2 separate regions of the Hordeum vulgare genome follow, and region 2 is linked to region 1. Evidence: chromatin contacts called from public Hi-C data. All regions are on one chromosome and are shown on one strand. Each heading gives the region's core, a stretch centred on a gene start, on an enhancer-like site or on the middle of the called end of the contact. The rest is flanking DNA. Distances are from core to core; before and after follow the strand shown.

Region 1 (6,830 bases), core at 4,089-6,588:
TCCCTGTTACCTAAGAAGAGTGGGGCAATGGAGCTCAAAGACTACAGGTTTGTGAGCCTCATCCATGGCGCGATTAAGATCTTGGAGAAGGTGTTGGCAACGCGGTTGGATGCGGAGCTGTCGCATCTTGTAGGCAAACAACCAAAGCGCGTCTGTGAGCGGGAGATCTCTCCACAACAATTTCATGCTCGTGCAATGCACGACGCGCCGCCTCCATGTGCTGCGAGACCCTGCGGTACTACTAAAGCTGGACATATTGAAGGCGTTTGACACCATCCAGTGGCCTTTTCTTCTCGAGGTTTTGAAACAGATGGGCTTCGGTGCAAAATGGCTCCATGGATTTGTGGGATCCTAGCAACATTATCGACTAGGATTGCGGTCAACGGAGTGCCGGTAGAAGCCATCTTCAACTGTTGCGGCTTGCGACGAGGGGATCCAATATCCCCAATGATGTTCATCATGTGCATTGAGCCCCTCCACATGTTGTTCCACAAGGCAATGGCTTCCGGCATACTCAAGCCCCTAGCACGCTCGGGCCTCAAGCAGCGGCTATCAATGTTCGCGGATGACATCACGATATTCCTCAAACCCACTATGAGTGATCTAGCTGCTTATGATGCCATCCTTCACGTCTTTGGTGAGGCTTCCAGCCTCCAAGTCAGTATGACGAAGAGCGCGTCCCTACCCATCCGGTGCTCCCAGAAGGATCTAGTCCAAGTGTGCGCCACCCTTCGGTGTCCGAGCACCGCATTCCCATGCAAGTATCTTTGCCTCCCTCTCTCCATAAGGAAGCTCACGACAGTTCAGTGTCAGGGCCTCATGGATCAGCTTGCAGCACGTCTACCGCATTGGAAAGCGGCAACTATACCCAAGAGCAGTCGATAATTACTAGTACAATCCGTCCTCTCAGCAATGTCGGTCCACTCAATGTTGGCACTTGATCTGCCCTCGAAGACTCTGGCTGCCCTAATCAAGATTTGTCACGGGTTCTTTTGCGAAGGCAAGGCGGATGCGCGAGGAGGTGCGTGCGCGGTGGCCTAGGAGAGAGTGTGCACTCCTAGGTGGGCCAAAGGCCTAGGTATCCTTGACTTGTGATGGATGAATGTGGCCCTCTGGGCCAAGTAGCTCTGGTTGAGTAGGGCTGATCAAGATAAGCCTTGGTTAGAGTTTATGTTCTCTATACCAAAGGAGTCCAGGAAGATATTCCTAGTGGCGACACGAGCAATGGTCGGTGATGGGAGGAATACACTGTTATGGGAGGATCGATGGCTCAACGGCTATCGAATGCAGGAGCTTGCACCGTGAATCTATAAGAGGATTCCAACCAGAACATGGAGGTCGAGAACATTATATGAAGCAGTCACTATGGAGAGATGGGCCATAGATATTGAGCGAGCGCTAGGCGAGGACACCCTCGCGGAGTACTTGGAGGTCTAGCCAAGGGCTGCGGTGGTGCAACTGGATGAGCGGGCTGATCGCTTCATCTCGTCCTGGAAGAGCGGCGACACGTTTTCGGCCAAGTCTGCCAATGCGGCCAAATCCGCAAGCGAGAGGTCTCCCCAACCGCGTAATTCACATGGCACTCGCGGACCCCGCTTAGGTGCAGATTCTTCGCATGGCTTGTGATCATGAACCGGTGTTGGACTTCTGATAGATTGGCGCAAAGAGGGCTGCCGCACCAGGCCATGTGCCCTTTTTGCCACCAGCACGATGAGACGATCAACCCTCAACTCATCGAGTGCCCGCTCCCGAGGGAGGTATGGGCAAAGGTCTTCTTTGCCCTAGGAATACCGCACGGTGAGCCGTAGCCAGGGGAGACACTGCAGTGATGGTGCACTAGGCAAGATATGCACGGGCGCAGCATAGAGATGGTTTGGACCGTGTGCCTCCTCGCCATGTGGGAATTATGGAAGCATAGAAATGCCATTGTATTTGATGATGCGACGGCATGTCTGCAGCAGGTTTTGTGCCGGATCGCGAGTGGGAGTAGGGTGTGGATGCAGGCGGGCCTAATCCGAGGGAACCTAGAGGCGTTCTTTGGGGTGACGTTGGAGTGGGCACATAGCGAGTAGTCCGTGGAACGCATTTGAGGTGGAGGGAGTCGTAACGCCATGTAACACCTAATGTAATGAAACCGCGGAGGGCTCTTCCCCCTTTCCTTCTTTAATATATGATATGCACACTCGTGCGCATATGAGAAAAAACTTAACTAAAATTGTGGAGGGCGCTCCATAGTATCCCTCTCGTGCTCCAAATATGGAGCGTGGAAGGTTAGATATGTAGCTCCTTCCATAAATTATGGCAATTCTAACGGATATGACGACTCTTTTAGAATAAAATTCTGCACCTCTATCATAATACTGACAGTTATTATGCAGCTCAAGGGGCTTTTGATGATTATGCTACCCACACTCTAAAAACATATAAGCAGTTTTAACATGCTTCCTCTTGTCCTTTTTTTCCAAAAAACTATTTTTGTCCCACTATATATATAAAGCAACAATCCACAACAACACGATACAAACTCACACCAAGACAACACATGGACACGCCCAAAACATGATACATAAGTTTTTATCGCAGCAACATCATCCCTAGCACTACAAGAGCAATCACGGACAAAGCCCCATACGATGAATGAACCGTGGGCTTTAAGGCGGCGCCTTCAGGAAGGAAACAACACCAAAGTGTCGCCACCGCCCGATCCGGTGATTAGAGTTTCCCCTGGAGCAGCACGACGAGCGATGAGAGCTGCGATGACGCCTTCAAGAAGGGAACGCGATGACGCCTTCAAGAAGGGAACGAGCTTCATCGCCGCCAGTTCGTCCGAAGATAGAGCAGGTTTTCACACCGACCAACACTTACCGCGATTGATCGCCACATCATGTGTGCTACGCCGCCCACATGACCATGGCCATTGGGCGGCACCAAGCCACGGGCTCTTCCCATCAGCACCGCGCAACCACCTCACCCAAGATCTGCCGCTACCCCAACCAAAGACATGAGCGAAAAGGAGCCGCCTTTTCCACCCCTGGGCAACCCCCAACACCGAGACCCAAAGGCCGGCCAGACTGGCCTCCGTCGACTCGTCCTGCAGCATTGGGCGTGAGACGAGCGTGGTCCAGCGGCACTGTGTGCGAGACGAGGTCGGTCTTGCTGCACCATGCACGAGACGAGCTCGGTCCTACACACTAGGTCCTGCCACACCGGACGCGGGATGGGCGATGGACCACAGCCGGTAGCGACCCAACCCTTCGATAGAAGTAGTGCCTGAGAGACAAGGAGATAAAGCGAAGGTCGACATGGTCCAACCGCAGACGAGCCAACCCCGCAGTAGAAGTCGGCCATCACAGCGGGCAGAGCCTCGAGCCACCGTGTAGCGTCGTGCCACCCGGGAGGCCACCGCCCATGCGTCGGGCCTCCCCGCGCCGCCGCCCATGGCCGGAGCAGCAGCCAAGCCGGGCCGGTGCCCCAACCCGCGTGGCACGGCGAGGTCCAAGCATCGGAGCCACTAAGCACGCACCCGTGCGACCAGCCGTCGTTGCCAACCCTCAAGAGAGGAAGGGGAGAGATGCCATCCACACCCCCAAACCTGGCTGATCCAGATCGAGGAAGGAGAGGCCCAATCTCCCCACAAGCCCAAGCCACCACGGGGCCGCCACCACGCCACGCCCACATACCCAGACAATCCGTCGGCTGCCTCCCGCATCGCGCACAGCTGGCCCGGAGCCAAATCCTGTTGGATCTGGTCAGGAAACCATACGTGCGCACGCCACCACCTGAAGACACCACCAGCGCAGTCGCCATGCCACGTGCGAGCTGCAGGCCGATGCTGCGCCGTAGAGGCCAACCACCGACGTCGTCCCGCGCGCCCGTTGCTGCGCCGGAAGGCCCCGTGCTAGCCCGCTATCCCTACCCGAGCCGTCGTCCCGCGCCAACAGAGCACCGCGCACAAGGGAAACAGAGCCCCGTCTCCGCCTACGTTGGTTGGGCTTTGCCCGTCGGCTCCCTGCGGCGGCGGCGGGGGGGAGAGACGGGAAGGGAGGAGGAGGGGTCGTCGCTAGGGTTTGCATCTGGTCGCCTGTAGGGACGACACGGGAGGGGTGGAGGGAGGACTTTTCGCCTGTTTTCACATGAAAGGTAAGAGTGTATAATAAGATGTGAACCATATCAACTAGTTGCCTAATTAACTCTTACTTTTTTACCACAATGTAAAAAGATAAAGTAAGAGGCAACATGTTAAAATTTGCCAAAAACATATAGACCGGCTGGCCGACTCGTGTAAGGGGATAAGGGGTAGCGATGAGTGGTGACCATGGTGGGCTTGTTTAGATAATAGTATGTCAAGCTTCTTTACTAATTAAACATCAAAATTACAGCTTAATTCATCTAGCAAACATAGTTGGTCCCTCCTTGATTTTGTCCAAGCTTTGCCACTGTCACATACAACACTCTTTTCATATCACCATGCTAAGATAATCAAGACGAAACTTGAACAAATGAAAATGAAAATGTGGACCAAATTGAGGTTCACAACAATACTGTATAATCCTTGAAATTTAATAAACCAACTTCCCAAATAAATATATCGATATTTTTCCACCAAAAATCTGTCTGGGTTCAATGAACTTGATTTTATGGTGCTATTTGCAGGAAAGCAGACGACCACCGGTTGGTGATCACAATGTATCTCACAGGACAAACAAATACATGTCTCGAAGTTCTAAAACCAGGGTAAGCGACAAGATTCTCTCTTAAGCCAGATAAAGCAAATATGCAAGAATGTATGTGGACTCACATTGATATGGCAGTTTTTTAATTAAATAGATCCAGTTAATTTACTGTCAGTAGTTCAATCATAGAGAACCCTCTATCTAGCTAACCATGAATATACAATATCTTAGTGAAAGAGACGTGTGAATAATAAAATATATTCTGTCTCAGTCCTAAAAGTTGACAAAATTGCCAACTTACTATCACCTCATGTTGTCTATTCACCCGTTGTTTGCCTTTCAAAAAAGAAAATAATAATATTGCACAATTAACTATAACCCTGTGAAAAAAGAATCTAGTGAATATAGGCACAACTATACATGGGCATATGTCCGGCCAGGCTTCAGGCCGGACCAAAAAAAACCGATGCTGAAAACCCAGCCCGAGCCCGGCCCGGCCCAACTGTCGGGTTTAAATATTGGGCCCAAGCCCGACAAAGCCCGACAATGCCCGTTTGGCCTGGCCCGTTCACGACTTAATTTTTGTTTTCTATGGGCCAGAGCCAGGTCGGCCCGACTATAGGGCTTCATTTCTAGGCCCGTGCCCGACCCGATGGCATGGCTAGGCCCGGCCCAGCCTCGGATTTTTGTGTCGGGTCGGGTCGGGCCGTCCAGGCTAGGCTGTCCATGACCAGGTATAGGCACAACAAAGTAAACTGACTTCTTGGAGCGTAACAAAAGAAAAGAACATGGTATCCTCTCGCTTTCCACAAAATTTATGGAATCTCCAACTTTTGTTTACTAGAAAAATTATGGAATCTCCAACTTACTTTCCTTTACTGTTTCGAAAAATAAATCACTTTTTCTGTCTGTACTTACCATTTTAAAGGGATATAAAACCCATTAGCTAAATCCAGACTAAATAAAAATCTGAACACCGGCAATATATGGTCAGTACTAAGGGCAGATTTTCCCCCATTATGCATCCATTTGCAATGCCTATACACAAACTTCAATAATATTGCAATGGTGCCCAATCAGTGCGCCAACCTTGGTTTGGCCCGCATCACCCAGGGGTTGCCAGCTATCAAGGCTTCCTTTCCGCTCCGATATTTTGGGGCTCCCACTCTGGGTGTGGAAGTTGCAGCTTGTTGACCTGCAATTTCTTGTAGACAAGGTGGCAAGCAAATTGACAACTTATTAGGGCCAAAACATCACCACCATCGGGCGTGCAGCGTTTGTCAAGTTGGTGCTCGCTTCTCAAGTGATCTACTCCCTCCGTAAACTGATATAAAAGCATTTAGATCACTATTTTAGTTATCTAAACACTCTTATATTAGTTTACAGAGGGAGTACTTCATTACGCCCCTTGTCGTCCAACCTACGATCCTGCAGAACATTGACAAACTTAAGCGGACCTTCCTGTGGTCAGGGTCCGAAAAGACAACAGAAGCAAAATGCAAGGTCAATTGGGACATGGTTAGTCGTTTGCTTATGGTGGACATGGGGTCCTCAACACCAACAAGTTCGTACGGGGCCTGCGCTTGCGGTGGCCTTGGTACGAGTGGAAGGATCCCACAAAGTTGTGGATAGGGAGTGGGAACCCGTGCGACATGGAAGACCTTGAGTTCTTCTATGCTTGTACTACCGTTACGGTCGGGAATGGTGCAAGGACTCCATTATGAGACTCTCCTTGGCTTCTAGGCCGCAAGCCTAAGCATATCGCTCAGCTCATTTTTCAGTCCTCCTCCCGTTAGCGTTGGAAGGTACAGGAGGCCCTTAAGGAAAGCGTGTGGATCCTCAAAATCAAACCGCCTTCATTGGTTTCCATTGAGCATGTCACACAATTCTTTACCCTTTGGATGCTTTTACATGAGGTGCAGCTTGATGAGCGTTTGGAAGGTGTGGGCACCACCGGAAGTCAAGTTCTTTGTCTGGCTTGCACTTCAAGACAGGCTCTGGACGGCTGGCAGATTGGATAAGCGAGGATGCCCAAATTGTGGCCCTTGCCCCCTCACAGAAATGTGGTTCACATCTTTTCTTTAGATGTCGTTAATCTCTCAGGCTTTAGAACTTGGTGATTCAGAAAATTCGCATCCACGACCTCGACACATCCGC
Region 2 (6,671 bases), core at 3,843-6,342, 72 kb before region 1:
GAGTTCATCATTCTACCACATCTATTACCTTTTGGAGGGTGGTGCCTCCTAGATTGGTTGGGTGTCGTTTAGGAGCCTCCTACTTCGTGTTGTGGAGTTGAACCAAGATGTGTATAGGGGCAAGGAGATCGCCTATCGGAACCATGCCAAAAATCGTTGTGTCAACCTCTTTGCGTTTGATCTCCTAAACTCTACTCCTTTACATGTGCAAAGTCTTTATTTTTCCGCTGCCATATATGTTGACTAGCATGTGTAGGGTGTACTAGACTTGTTAGAAGTGCTAAATTTCTGCCTTCCTTGAAATTGGGTTAGGCTAAGATTTTTATCTTTACAAGTAGTCTATTCACCCCCCCCCCCCTCTAGACACATCTTTTATCGATCCTACACCCGACTACCACGCCGCCCACACGGCCATGGCCACCAAGCAACACCAAGCCACGACATCTGCCCATGAGCACCGCACAACCACCTCCAGGGTCGTCGCCTCGGCATCCAAGACCAAGACACCACCCCATTCGAGATCCGTCGCTACCCCATACGAGTGCGAGGCAAGGTCGGCCGTGCTGCACCGTACGTGAGACGAGCTCAAACCACCACACTATGACCGAGCCGAACTCGATCCTGCTGCTCCGGGCGCGAGACGGGCGATGAACCGCAGCTGGGAGCAGGCGAGCCCTTTGAGAGACATAGTGCTCGAACACCGAGAAAATGAAGCAAGGTCGACACGTTTCAACCGCCGACGGGTCTACGCAGGAGAGGGACGGCCGTCGCCACGGCCAGATCCGCAGCTATGAACCACCACCACGTCGTGGTAGCCCACATCCACCCCGAGGGCCAAACCCGAACTACCAGCTCGCGACCATGGGCTAGATCCGAGCATATTTGGCCGGGCGGCACCACCGCCAGCAGCAGCAGCAGCCTGCGCACGCCGCCAGCCCAGCCCCCAGCCCGTGCTGCCGCGTCGTCACCTCCAACGGCCTGCGCTGTAGAAGAGGGGGGCGCCCACGACCTGTGTCGTCCGCGACCCTTGCCGCCAAAGAAGAAGCATAGCTGGCCGCCGCCATCACCCTAGGCACACACCGCCACCGCGCCACCCGTCGTGTCGCCGTTGCTGACGAGCCGTTGTGGCGCTCGACAACAGCGCCACGCCCCGGCCAGGGGTGTTGGCCCGCGCTAACCCCATCGCGCGGGAGGACGAGGATGCCCTGCCGCCGTCGACGTTGGTCGGCCTTTGCCGGACCGGCCCCTCTAGCGATGACGAGGAGGAGGAATGAGGGGGAAGGACCGACGACGCATTTTAGGGTTCCCTCCGTGTCGCCACGCGGGGGCGACGTGGGAGGGATGCGAGGTTTCTCTCCTATCTCTTGCGTGTGATCATTTATGATTGGATGGGGTGGCCGATGGTCCAGCATGCGAATAGGAAGATGGCATCACACTCACTCCTGAGATATTTCTTCCTTCCAGAGGTGAGGTTGCATGAGATTACACCACGGGAGGACCCTCCTCCGAAAACCGGTGGCAGCGTTGCTTTGTGGGGTACAGCCGTGTCGGCATCAAGGAATTCAGTTGTGCGGCCGAGATTGGTCTCATGTCTCACCCTTTCAACGCTACCGAATGAATGGATGAGGTGAAGAACCCTGATGGGCCATCGGACCTCCAAACGTCACCCGCGACATCACTCGGAGAGAGAATCCTTTGCCTTTTGACGATGGTGACAGTGACATGTCATTTCCTTTTCAGCCGCCGTCACCGTGAAATACTGAGTGCGGGGTTACTCCTTTAATTATTTTTTCTCTCATTTCTGTTCGTCTTTTTCCTTGTCAATCTTTTCCGGTTGGATAACGTGATTACTATTGCTTGCGTGAGTAGGAACCTCCACAAATTCCATGTCAAAAGAAGGAACCACCACCGATGGACAAAGTAAAGTTTGTGGGTGAAATGAGACACAAATTTGTTTCCATTGCATGATAATATACTCCATTCGTTCCAAAAATAAATATCGTTGACTTAGTATAAAATTTATATTAATTTAGTTATAAATTTGCGATACTTATTTTGAGACGGACAAAATACTTGCTCCAATTGACAAAGAAAAACAACATCACAAGGAGCTACAAACCCCCCTTCCACCTCCCCCCTCCCCCTCCCCCCTCTCGTTCGATCGCTCGTCCTCCGCGGGCGACGGGCGAACCTTAGCTCCCATCCCCTCCTCCTCCCTCTCTCTTGCCGCCTATGCCGCCGTGGTCCGTCGGGTCTTGCCCACACGACACTGATGGCGGTGTGTCGGCCTTTTCCTGTGCTCGCGGGGATGGCGTGGGGGCTCCTGACGGCTACGGTGTGAGTCGCCCGGCCGCCGTCTAGTTCGGCAGTGTGGATCCCGTGGGCTTGGGGTGGTCCTCGATGAGACGGCGGGCGACATGGTGATGCGGGCATGGACGGAGGCGCCCACTCTGCCCAAATCTGGCCCCCATCTAGGTAGGGGCGGGCCGGTTGTTCTCTCCTTGGCCGCGTAGCTCCTTTAGATGAAGGTAATGTGTCGGTGGACTCCTGGTGGTGGCGGCGCTGCCCATCCGCGTGCTGCAGCGCGGAGGCATGGTTGGGCTAGTCGGGCCCCGGTGCCGCGACCGATTGATTGTCGTGTGGGCGGCGGAGATTGTTCCCTCCCACTTGGCGGCGTGGCTGCTAACCCCGATTTCGTTGTCCCCGTCATTTTCTTCTAGGCCTCGTGTTGGTGTCCATAATCACACGTCAAGGATGGCATCGTGACCGTGGTGACGCATGCTGGTGGGCAACAGCTAGGTGGAGCACTGCAGATCGTTTGGGGTGGTGGCGGGGTTTTGGGGATTGTGAGAAATTCCGGTTGGCTTGTCCGACACCGACCCTATGATGCTTGTGGGTGATATCATTCCTTCTTGTAGGGCCTCGGTGTACTGCTTGTCGACTACCCTCTGCATATGGGGGGAAACCCTAGGACTAATCTGGACAGAGGCGACGGTGTCGTTGCCGCTTTCCTTTTTGAAGGTGCTACTTGGTACACGGTGTTTGAGAGTGCTACGAACACGGTGAGACTTCTCCGAAGGGCACAACAGCTCCGGTCATCTTCTTTTCGTCGATTGCTGGTGTTGACAGTTTGGTTGTGTTGCGGCCTCGGCAAGCTAGTTGTATGGTGTGTTTGGTCGGTGCTCTATAATGTAAATAGGGAGAAAACCTTTTATCGGCATAATATGCTTGCTCAGTTCAGATTTATTATACTCTTTTGTATTTTGGATCTGTTTTCTAGTACCATTTAAATGAGTAATAACGAAATAATACATTTTTGATCCATATTACCTGTATTAGATTTGTAAAGATACGAATATATCTAGACATGTTTTAGTGTTACATGCATCCATATACCGACAAATCTAAAACAAAGAGTAATATGGATTGGAGGGAGTGGTATGAAGTATATATTGCACTATAGAGTACTAAATGCACTCGACATACAAGTGGCGGACATAAAGCATAGAACGGAGCGGCTTTTTCCCTCTCCTGACCACGACCCTGTCGTCCCCGTGGGTGGCCGGCTGCGCCCGGCGTTTCCCTCCGCGAGCCCTCCTTTCTCCCTCCTCCCAGTCGCCGTCCTAGACACCCGTCGCGGGCCTGGCCCGGGCAAAGCTGGCGGCGGCAGCCCTTGGCCTTTCCCCTCCCGGGGCTCCTCTGACGCGGGCCGAAGCGACTCCGGACGATGCATGTGGGTGGCAGCGGTCTTGCGCGATAGCAGGGTTTCTTGGCGCGGGCAAGGGCGAGTTGTGGGCGACAGCGGTCTTACGCGGCGGCGGGGTTTCTGCGCACGGGCAAGCACGACCACTGGGCGTCGGCGTCTCCGTTGGTGACGTGGTGATGCGGCGGCGTGGGCTCACGACGCTCGCCAAGCCCAGACCTGGGCCCTTTGGGCCCATCTAGGTCGGGGCGGGCCGGCTGCACGGCGTGGCGTCCGCGTGGCCCTCGAGAGGTGGTGGCGGTGCATATGGCTGGTGGTGGGTCGCGGCTCGGTTGCCGGCGTGCAGCAACATGGTGGACGCAGCTTTGCGGGCCTGATCTAGGCCCGGGTGGCCTGGTTTGCCTCGGTGGATGCGTCCAGACGGCAGGCCGCGTCGGTGCTGGAGGAACAGGCCTCCGGCGCGACGGCGGTGGAGGTGGCTCCCTCCCGTGCGGCTTCGATGCTTCTGTCGTGCCTCTGGACGATCCTTGCCTCTCCTCTTTTGACTTCGTGGTGGTGTTCGCAGCGGGGCAACGTGGTTGGGTCCAAGAGCGTGGTGGTGCGTGCTTGTGGGTGGCTAGTTGGCTGAATGGCTCCGGTTCGAACGGGTGACGGTGATTGGGGTGCGGGAGAAGTCCCTGGCGGTTCACCCGGCTCCGACACGGCGACGCCTTAGGGTGTCGTCATTCCTTCTTGTAGGGCGTTAGTGCTATCCATCCCTTGCTCGAGGTCGCGTGCCGGGGGAAACCCTTGTCGGGCAGCAGCATCGTTGGCATCGCATTCCTTGTTGAAGGTGTTGCTTAGGTACACGACGGTTCGACGCCATGGCGCGAGGTGGGACACACACGAAGGACAAAGTGGTGGTGGATAATCCGTGTTTGCCGAGCTGCCATTGTTGATAGGTTTTCTTTTCCTTTTGAAATTGGTATATTGTTTGCCCCACCAGTTATCTTCTCGTCGATTTTTGTTGTTTTATAATATAAAACGGGAAAAAGCCTATTTGGAGATAAAGCGTAGCATAAATAGGGTACGAGTGTATAGGACCAGGAGACGAGAGAAGTTGAAGATCAGAGAAGTATTCCCAAGTGACGAGGATCTTTCACTCCATTAATTATAGCAGAAGCGTAACGTATCCAATCGCTCCAGCCTCCGCGGATGGTTCGTGGTTGGATAACAGCATTTAGTTTGAAAATGTTGATGCATCAAGTGGCAATAGGATAACTGGGCAAGGATTCATCAGCATTTAGTTTCATGTCCCTCCTATTATTCATCTACTAGTAACTGCTCAGAGATTCAGGTGGGCCGTCCGTTCCATAAGCATGTCCCCTTCATGGATGGGAATGGGATTGGTTGTCGATTTCCCCCACTGGAAGGCAGACAAAACAGGGCAACGAATAAAGATATATGAAAGCAGCTCACAACGAGCTAGTGGAAGAAATGAGCAGGAAACACAAACAAGGTGCTACTCGTAGTAGAAGAGATGGTACCATCCCAATCCCATTGGTAACGTAAAAGGAGAAGCCGTCGCACCATTTGAAAATATCACAAGTGGACGAGCTTTCATGGAACCCGGTAGCCCACAGTACCCCGTTGATTGCAAATACCTTGTCGAGTATTACTGCTACAATTTTTCTTCTCTTGCACTCTACACCTTCCATACTTTCTGAAAACAGAACGTTCGCCTCATTCTATCTATAAAGCAACAACCAAACAAAGTAGATGGTCAAATAATATAAAATGGTGAGATAGGCCTCTTACAAAGACCATCCAAGATACTCGGATCACGTAGAACGCGACTATGCTACCAACACATAATACAGGAAGCTCTAAACACACGAGCACGCATCGGCCTATTACACCTAAACTCCACGACAACGCCCTCAAGAGGAAGAACGGCGTCGACCGTCGTCGCTGTCGAGTCCACAACAGACAAAGGTTTTTACGTGGGGCCCTCATACGAAGAGAAGAACCAAGAAGACGTCTTCAAAAAAAGTGTGGCACCCACAGACGTCGTCGTCATCGATGTCGAGGCACAGGGCTTTCGCTTGGCAACTCAAGCATGTCACCAAGAGGCCGCAAGGACGAACGTACCGAGGTCAAATCCCTAGATCCGGATCAGGGCGGCCCCATGTGAGGGCACAAAGCATGCGTGAGCCACCCTTCACTACCCCTTTCGTTGCCCACACAACCCGGAAGGAGAGACACCACCGCCACGATGGTGCCCGCCGAAGAGCCTCCCATGTGGACCACCATACCGGCTTGCCGCCCCGGCATCCCTGCCACCAGACATCGTGCTTCGTTCACTTTCCCGGGCACTCAACCACAGAAGAAGGAGCAAAGGCACACCATCGACTCCTACCCTGGCATCAATCACCAAGCATGGATAGGCGCATCCACCGAAAGAAACACCATACCTGCATCCTTAGCCAATCCTAGTGGACTAGGGGGGACACGACTGTGTCCACGGCCGAAGCCCAGGCCACATGGCACAATCACTACTCGGCCAGTTAATATAAACATAATTGTTCTCTATCATCCACTATCAAGAAAGCATATTTGAGATATAAAATGCAACTCTAATAGTTTCGCCAAAAAGTTGATCGGCAAAATAGTTGCAGCGACGATCGCTAAGAAATATGCACGCTCTAAGAGCCAATGCGCAAAGTCGGGATTGCTAAAACACTACCTCCATATTTCTCTTTAATTTCTCTCCCATTGCATTCGCATTACTTAATTGGAGTATGGTGCGGACTTTCGTGTGGTGGATGCGGAGCTTTCGTGGGATGTCCTTGCCACTGTTGATGGCTCACACCCGGTCATCGACACCACAGCGGCGGCGGATGACAAAGTTGTCAGAATCGCGACTCAAGTCTTAGAATCTTATGACTTTACGATCCAAACTAGCCCCCCCCCCCAATTCAATGATTTT

Evidence for each region. Hi-C and Micro-C count contacts between places; a contact is called where the count stands out from the background.
Region 2: a contact with region 1 is called in a Hi-C map of leaf, with 2.7 times the contacts expected there. The contact joins two enhancer-like sites. A contact is called at or near these places in 3 of 6 Hi-C or Micro-C datasets (leaf and seedling).

What each region holds. Positions count from the first base shown.
Region 1 is chr3H:307,922,654-307,929,483 of MorexV3_pseudomolecules_assembly, reverse strand. No RefSeq gene overlaps it. Among protein-coding and RNA genes, the nearest start is that of LOC123443707, 41 kb to the right of the region's middle. Within about 2 kb of position 5,338, at least 1 of the 3 cell types and tissues checked has open chromatin away from gene starts, as enhancers often do. A contact at or near this core is called in leaf, where this site is marked.
Region 2 is chr3H:307,994,097-308,000,767 of MorexV3_pseudomolecules_assembly, reverse strand. No RefSeq gene overlaps it. Among protein-coding and RNA genes, the nearest start is that of LOC123443707, 110 kb to the right of the region's middle. Within about 2 kb of position 5,092, at least 1 of the 3 cell types and tissues checked has open chromatin away from gene starts, as enhancers often do. A contact at or near this core is called in leaf, where this site is marked.